Linked DNA regions of Aedes albopictus: region 2 is linked to region 1. Evidence: chromatin contacts called from public Hi-C data. All regions are on one chromosome and are shown on one strand. Each heading gives the region's core, a stretch centred on a gene start, on an enhancer-like site or on the middle of the called end of the contact. The rest is flanking DNA. Distances are from core to core; before and after follow the strand shown. Region 1 holds the start of LOC109402379. Region 2 holds the start of LOC109402397 (probable multidrug resistance-associated protein lethal(2)03659).

What was found. A called contact is a pair of places that touch in the nucleus more often than the background predicts.
Region 2: a contact with region 1 is called in a Hi-C map of embryo, with 6 times the contacts expected there. The contact joins the promoter of LOC109402397 here to the promoter of LOC109402379 in region 1. A contact is called at or near these places in 2 of 3 Hi-C or Micro-C datasets (embryo and whole body).

Annotation. Positions count from the first base shown.
Region 1 is chr1:310,893,840-310,897,722 of AalbF5, reverse strand. LOC109402379 reads right to left here and starts at 1,353. Exons shown (of 9, transcript XM_029856761.2): 1 at 1-1,353.
Region 2 is chr1:311,319,178-311,323,117 of AalbF5, reverse strand. LOC109402397 (probable multidrug resistance-associated protein lethal(2)03659) reads left to right here and starts at 1,550. Exons shown (of 13, transcript XM_029856758.2): 1 at 1,550-1,768. All of the region lies in intron 7 of LOC109402379, which reads right to left.

The DNA of each region.
Region 1 (3,883 bases), core at 104-2,603:
ACACTGATGGGGAGACCGACGACGACGGCTGCCGCTAATCACAGGTTCCGTCCTGGTCTGGCTTGGTTGGTCGGCTCCGCGATGGCTGCCGCTGTGTTTACGGAAGTCGGGTTGCGCGGTCGTTGTGGATCGAATCGAACAGAGCAGAGAGCTGCCGTTTCCCTTAGCAGCAGCGGCGGCAACAACGACGATGATGATACTGCAGCACTACTGTCGTCATCTTGGCGCACTTCTCACACACGCGTTTTAACTCTTCGCTATATATGGGTAGCTAGATTTGTTGGCGGGCGACACGGAAAACAAGGGCTCTGGACTTGGACTTGGAGTGGTAAAACGAAACAAAAATCGCACCAAACTGATCACACACTACACACGCGGCGACGGCAGTCGAACATCTGGGCGGAGGCGACGAGGTGAAGTGCCAGCGCCCTCTCTTGGCCAACACACTGCTTTTGTTTGCTTCTTCAGCGCCACTTGATTGCTGCTGCAGCTCCGTCGAGCGGTGGTGGTCGGTATCGATTTCAAGCACTACTCTTGGCACAGAGAGCAAAAAACGGGGCCACAAGCACGGAACTACACCGAAAAACGCACGCGAAATGAACCGGGAAACAACAAAGAAATTTTCTCTTTCTCCTTTTTCGCCGCAATTGCTGCAACCTGCCTGCGAGGGACCTTCGCTTAACGATCAAACTTCAAATCCAAAAGTCGGTTGCCCGCCGAAGATGATGCAAAAAATCCGAAACGCATTTTGTCACGGCACCTGGGGTGACTCACTCCGCCGGAATTGGAACTTCTTTTCCAGAACTATACTAGGCACTGGACTCTGAACTGGAAAAAAACGCTGCGCTCTTCCAGCAACTGCAGGCTGCACTCCCAACCAAACGTGTGTAAAATATCTTCGGCTAAACTAAATCACACAAATCGGGAACCGAGCTACCATTGCATCGGAACCAACTTGGAACACGGCGACGGCGGTGTGGCTGCGGCGCGATGAGAAACCGACGAGTGACCGACGGCGGCGGCGAACAGAAGAAAAATGAACGGACCCGAACCGATCCGTGTGTACCAGTACCAAGTAACTTCCGCGCGGATTCTAGCACTCTCCGAAATCGCCTAAAGGTAGATCCACTTTTTGGGACCCTGCCGTTGCAGCTGCTGCTGTGCTGGGTCGATGACACACATTCGGCTGACTGACGACGGTGACGACAACGATGACGACGGAAAAACTCTTCTGCTTATGCTGGTTGCTCTGTATGTGCGTTTGAGGAACGTGTGCTTCACAAACCCGCCCGCGTGTCTGCAATAACCGAAACAACGAATGGAACTGACTCGACTGGCGACTGCCGAGTTCGGGTTGCCTACATCGCGGCGAGTGAGCGATGGTACGGACAAAGCCCCCCATTGCAAACAGGAGTGGAGCCGAAAATACTGCAGCATAGAGCGACACGATGCGATGGGTGGCTCTCGGTGGGTGCCTAGGCGCAGGCGCATTCCGAGCGAATGCGAACTTCGGTTCAGTTTAGGGATAGCGATGCGAAAGCTTCCCAAGTGGGTGAGGATGGGTGGTGGATGGGGGTGAAGCAACCCCGAAAGCTCGATCGAAGCAGTGCTGAGTGGGGTGAAAGTGGGGCGGGAAAATCGTTTGATTCGCCTGCATTTATGCTTTTTGGTTGCAAAACTTTTTTCTGGAGACGTGTTGGCAGATTCACTGGAAAGCAAACTATTGAACAATAAATATGGAATAATTTGCTATTGGTAGCTACTATAGATAGTAGAGTAAACATAGATCCGCGGACACCGCTGACTAAAATGTTTCAAGCGTGTAAGTAGTAATTTTCAAGAGTGTGACGGTTGAATATGACGTCATGCGCTACATTGATGTTGTTCAAATCGTGACGTCATGCTCGTTTGGATACAGATTTTGACAGTTCGTTTGGATACAACGGATTCATCAACACGGATCTATGTTTACTCTACTATCTATAGTAGCTACGTGGGCATGCAGGTTTCTCATCTTCACCGGGAGCACAGGCATACTCGCCGAAGTACTGAAGGGGCTCGACATGGTAGCGCTGCAGAAGGTGTGTAGGGTAGAACAGCGCAGGTGTGTAGGGTGGCGTGGTAACAGATCTAGGAGTACGTGCGCAGGACGAAACATTTCCAGCCCCTAACCTCCAATAGATTTAGGAGGCGGTTGGCCGGTTGTAAAACAACAACGCCGCTGGAGCAGACCAACTACCAAGCGAGCTTCTAAAATACGGTGGACAAGCACTAGTGATAGCACTACACTGGGTCATTACCAAAATTTGTGAGGAGGAAGTATTACCGGAGCAATGGATGGAAGGTACCGTGTGTCCCATCTACAAAAAGGACGACAAGTTGAATTGCGGGAACTATCGCGCGAATACACTACTAGGCGCTGCCTTCAAGATACTCTCTCAAATTCTATGCCACCGTCTATCACCGATTGCAAGAGAGTTCGTGGGGCAATATCAGGTTGGATTCATGGATGAAGGCGTTACAACAGACCAGATGTTCACCACCTGTGTTGCAGAAATGTCGCGAATACAACGTGCCCACACATCATTTGTTCATCGATTTCAAATCGGCGTATGATACAATCGATCGAGAACAGCTATGACAGATTATGCACGAATACGGATTCCCGGATAAACTGATACGATTGATCAAGGCGACTATGGATCGAGTGATGTGCGTAGTTCAAGTATCAGGGACACTCTCGAGTCCCTTCGAATCTCGAAAAGGGTAACGGCATTCATGCTTGATGTTTAACATCGCCTTAAAGGGTGTAATTAGGAGAGCGGGGATAAGCACGAGTAGACTGGAGAGAACTCCTACGTACAGCAGAGGACACTCAGGCCTTAGTCTGACCGGTAAGGTAAGTATGAATGCTACGATGGCCGTGAAAAAGACGTCTGCGCAATTATAGGGCGACCTAGCATTTTTCAAGTGTCGGTTACGTGACCAACCACTCAGCATGTTCCGCCAATGGTTCGACGCATTACCCGTGTAACGTTGGCTTACGCGTCTTAATCTCTTTATTCAGTGCCAGTAAAGCCACCCTTTAACCTCACATTCCATTCTACTCTTATCAGTACGAGCTCTTTGCATTCTTCTCTTAGCTCTGGATGCGCGGAGATCTCCAATTTCTGGACACCACCAGTATATCCGATTACGTCCATTCCTGATTAGAGATCATCTTGGCATTGTGACGTCACATGCACAGCTTAGGATTCCGACTAGATCGTCGCTAGACAGATCTTCGGTTACCATCTGTCGTATCCGGACGGACACTGTGGCAGTCCGGGTCAATCAATTCCACCGGCCGAAACTCTTCACAATCGAGGAAGGATGCAAACGATGTAACCTACTCGTGCGAAATATTTTAAAAGACTGACTTAACGTTGTTCTTTTCCCGCCACAATTTGAGGAACAAATTTCCAGTATAAAACGCCTTCAGAAGAAAAAATTTTCGGCTCCGCCGCTATTTTCAGTGACGACTTAATTTGAATGTACATGACATCATTGTTTAAGAAATGTGAGTGTCGAATAAAAAAACGTATCATTTATCGTCGAAAATCCCTCCCACAGTAAATTTTTGGTTACGTCACTGTACCCAAAAACTCGGTTTCGTTCATTTAATTCATATTTTATTTTCAAAAAAAATTCATTAGACCGCAGTTCTTTTAACAATTCTTAAAGGGGGTCGCCACCTCAAAAAGGTTGGGAATACCTGGTCTATTGTCTCTCATCTCTCACCGCTCATCATCATCTCTCATCTTTCCTCTCTCATTTTTCATATTTAAACTCTCATCTATCGTCTCTCATCATCATAATCATTTCTTATCTCTCTCCTCTCATT
Region 2 (3,940 bases), core at 301-2,800, 430 kb before region 1:
ATAAAGGACATAGGGTGTAAGATGAAGGATGATGATGGTTATGATGATGATAATGATGATGATAATGATGATGATGATGATGATGTTGATGATGATGATGATAAAGGATGAAGGAAGAAAGATGCAGGATGAAGAAAGAAGTATATAAGATGTAGGATGAAGTATGAAGGATATAGGATGAAGAATGAACGATACAGGATAAAGAATGTAGAATGATGGTGATGATGATGATTATGAAGGATGAAGAATGTAGGATGAAGAAAGAAGGATATAAAAGGTAGGATGAAAGATGAAAAATAAAGGAAAGATGTTGGATGAAAAGCTTCCTTAAAAGGATCTGAATACCAAATGGGTTTTTTGGAAGGCTAACTTACCCTAAGGTCGCAAAAAGTTTATAAGAGATTTGCATAACAATGCAAGATTCAAAAAAATATAAAAAGATTTAATCAAGGTGTTGAAGAAATTGGTTGGAGTTTAAGAGGATGATAATGATCGATTATATTATTTTTGTTTTCTAACGAAGACAATTATAAGTTGTTCTTCAATAAAGTTCAGTGTAAATGTGGTTTATAATGTTGGTAGAAAGTCATACAATTTTTAGTTTTTTATTCTTATTTTTCGAATTTTAAAACAATTAGAGAGTAGGACAGGTGGAGAATGTAGGGATTAAGAGAGATAGAGAGAAAAAGATCAATAGGATCAATGTTTAGCAAGTCTTACAGAAACTGCCCAAACGGTGCTCATTTCGCCTCGTACGCCTATTATGCCCATAACTCCACTGCCCGTTCTTTTCTTCCATACCACCCTGTGTGATTGAGTGGACTCCTATAACAACTCACTAACCACCTCGTTGTTGGCTCTGCATTCGAAACTGATAGCCGCTTTCCTACCGCTTCAAAAAGAAAGAGCTGCAATGCGACAACCATTTTCCAACCGGGCGCCTACCTAACGTCTCCCAGTCAGTCAGCCAGTCGCAGTCGGTCGGTATTGTAAAGGGTTTTTCCTTTCACATGTCGGTCGTGCTTGTGGCACCACTGCCGCCGGCCGTTGCCAAGGAAAACTAGAGCACGCTCCTCAAACCCGGCTTGCATATTCAATGAACCTCCTCGGCCGACGGACGAGGCACCATGGCGGCATGAGAAAACGTTATCCGCACAAGAAGAGCCAAGTTTACATACATACCTAACTGAATGACTTCAATTGAATCGTGACACATTGCACGACTGGCACCACACGACGAACATTGAGAAAAAAAAGGAACGAACGCACACACGCGTCTATGAGCGATATCGATACCGTCGAGCAACAAATCAATCAGCTGTGAGCGATTAACCAAACCACTCATCATTTTGCTCTAATCTAGAACAAAGCAAATCGTTGGTTGGTTGCCAAAGCAACGAAACCGGGAGAGAGTGCTTCTTATCAAAACGCGCGCGCGTTATTCGAGAGCGGCTCTCCCGCGGAAGAGCGTGATTTTTCGTGCATCAAGGACTCGCTCGCTCGCGCGTGGATCGATCGCCGCGCGAGGAGGAACACCGCAGGAGAGCACACGCGGTTCAGTTCAGTTGTCTCTAATGATTGGCGTGGTTTTCGCGTATTTTTCGGCTCAATCCAGGAAGGATTTTTTTATTTTTTATTTGTCTCATTTGTGGCGACTTGTTGTGATTTCCGATTGCGAGTGAAGAAAGCGAACCGGTTTATCGGGGCAAAGAGCTTATCGGGAGTTCTGTTTGTTGACAACGTGCGGTTGCCGGGAGAAATTTGTCAGGTGAGAGTGACTCCGAGATGAGGAAAGTAATGAAAAAGTCACGCGTTTCCAGTGCAAAAGTCTGCCATATTTCCGTTGTATCAGCTCGAGATCTAGGGAAGATTGTTGTGACCAGCTTCGGAGCAAAATAAGCGACAAAGACGCAAACCAATTAGGCTCAATTGATTTGAGTCGATTGGTCCAATCAAAGAATGTGCTCGCGATGAATTGATCGTTACAAGGACTCCTATGACACCGAAAAGAATCGAAATCGAAGCCATCTGCGTTTCGATTATCAAATGGCCGTCAAAAATCCTACGTCGGCGGAAGTTTGGCAGTGAAATTCTTCCCGGCCGAAGCGATGCGATGATGATGGTCGTGGCGCTTATCAATGTTTTGGTGTTTCCCTCATTCTCATCATCATCACAGCAGGCGATGGCGGTCACGAACGACGAACCGACCACCAACCGAATGTAGCGGGAATAACACGAGGAAACGTTATGGTGGTCGCGGCGACGGCGCATGGAGGATGTGTCAAGGTTTTTCGGGAGCGAGAGCGACTTCGGAATGAAAATTGATGCCGTGCCGGATGGTCAGAATATCAGTGATTATACCATTCTGAATGTTGTTGTTTGGTTCTGTTCAACATGCAATTTTGCGCAAACGCTGAGGCCAGAGGTGAATTTCGTAACTCTGTGTGCTATGGGATTTTAATAGCGAAGGGAGATAAACAAATTACGACGGTAATGTGTGCGTAGTGTTCACCTTGGAAATATTTACCGAGATATGTGTGTTTAATTTCGGTGAGTTGCTGTTCATGAGAATTATGAATACAGAAAATTACATATTCAGGTTTGTTACCTACTACAGTTTGTCAAAATTATCAAAATTTGTAAAAATATCGTTGACGTTAGATAAGTACAATAGACGATCGAAAACTGCAACATGTTTACGTTTCACATCCGAATGAAACTCGATAACTGCAACAACTGGCAGACGTCAAAGAACTGTCAGTTGCTGCGAGACAGCCAATGTGCATTTAAAATACATCGCATTGCAACAAAAGTGCATTTAAAAACATCGCATCGCTGTTGACATTTTATTTTGACGGGTAGCGGGATGATAACTGTAAAATTGTTGCACTTAGCCGACTTGCAGTTATAAGGCATTGCAGTTAAAGCGTTTGAATCGAGCGAACGTCTACTGTACAATTACAGTATACGTTCGATAAGTGCAACATATTTATGTTCACTTACCAAATGAAATTCGATAACTGCGACAACTGACAGACGTCACATAACTGTTAGTTGTTGCAGAATGAAATCAATGTACATGCGGAAAACATCGCATTGCAATAAAAGTACACACTAAGTTGAGCTCGGCAAACGCCGGCACCGCCGTGGCTCAGCAAATATGCATACTGAATCTCGGTAAAAAATAATGTTTGTTAGCTGAATTTCGGCAAAACCAAGATGTTTATAAGGAAGGTGTTAGCGTATAAGCAGTAAGTGGATGCGGGGAGTGCGGCACACTGCGGGGGGATGGAGATGACAGCCGGCCAGTTTGTTTATGCTGCAGAACGCTACAGAAGCGTTGCTGCGCCACATTGGCAACAACATTCTCAACACGGATAACCAATGTTGACATATTTCCATGGCACTCATAAAATGAGTAATATTCCCCCAGGTTTAAAATTTGCTCGTGCCCCCGCATTTTTGTTAATTATGAATACAATGGTGATTTCTTAACCAAAAGAGATTGCTATGCCAAAAATATTGCAAAATATTTGCTTTAGTGGGTGTACGAGCTAATTTGCAATCCGTGTAAGTAGGAAACACTTGATGAGTGTCATGGAGTTTGTCCGATTTTAGTGCTGAGAAAGTTAAGCGTGAATGGTTTCTGTGGGGTTGCTACGTTGCTAGGGCTGAAAGTTTTTGTTTGTCATCTCACTAGTGAAAAAAATTAAACACAAACTTGCCAGCTGTCGTTAGGTTTTCCAATATGGCGGATGGTGCAATCTGACATATTGGATTACCTTCCTTTTATTTACCTTGGGCAAAACATTTCCTGAACCTCAGCAAACAAACAACACGATTGCTGAGATTTCGTTGAAAAACGGGTTTGCTGATCGCTCGGCGGTGCTAATCTCGGCAAAAAGCAAGAAAAATTGCCGAGATTCGGCGAAAAATGTTA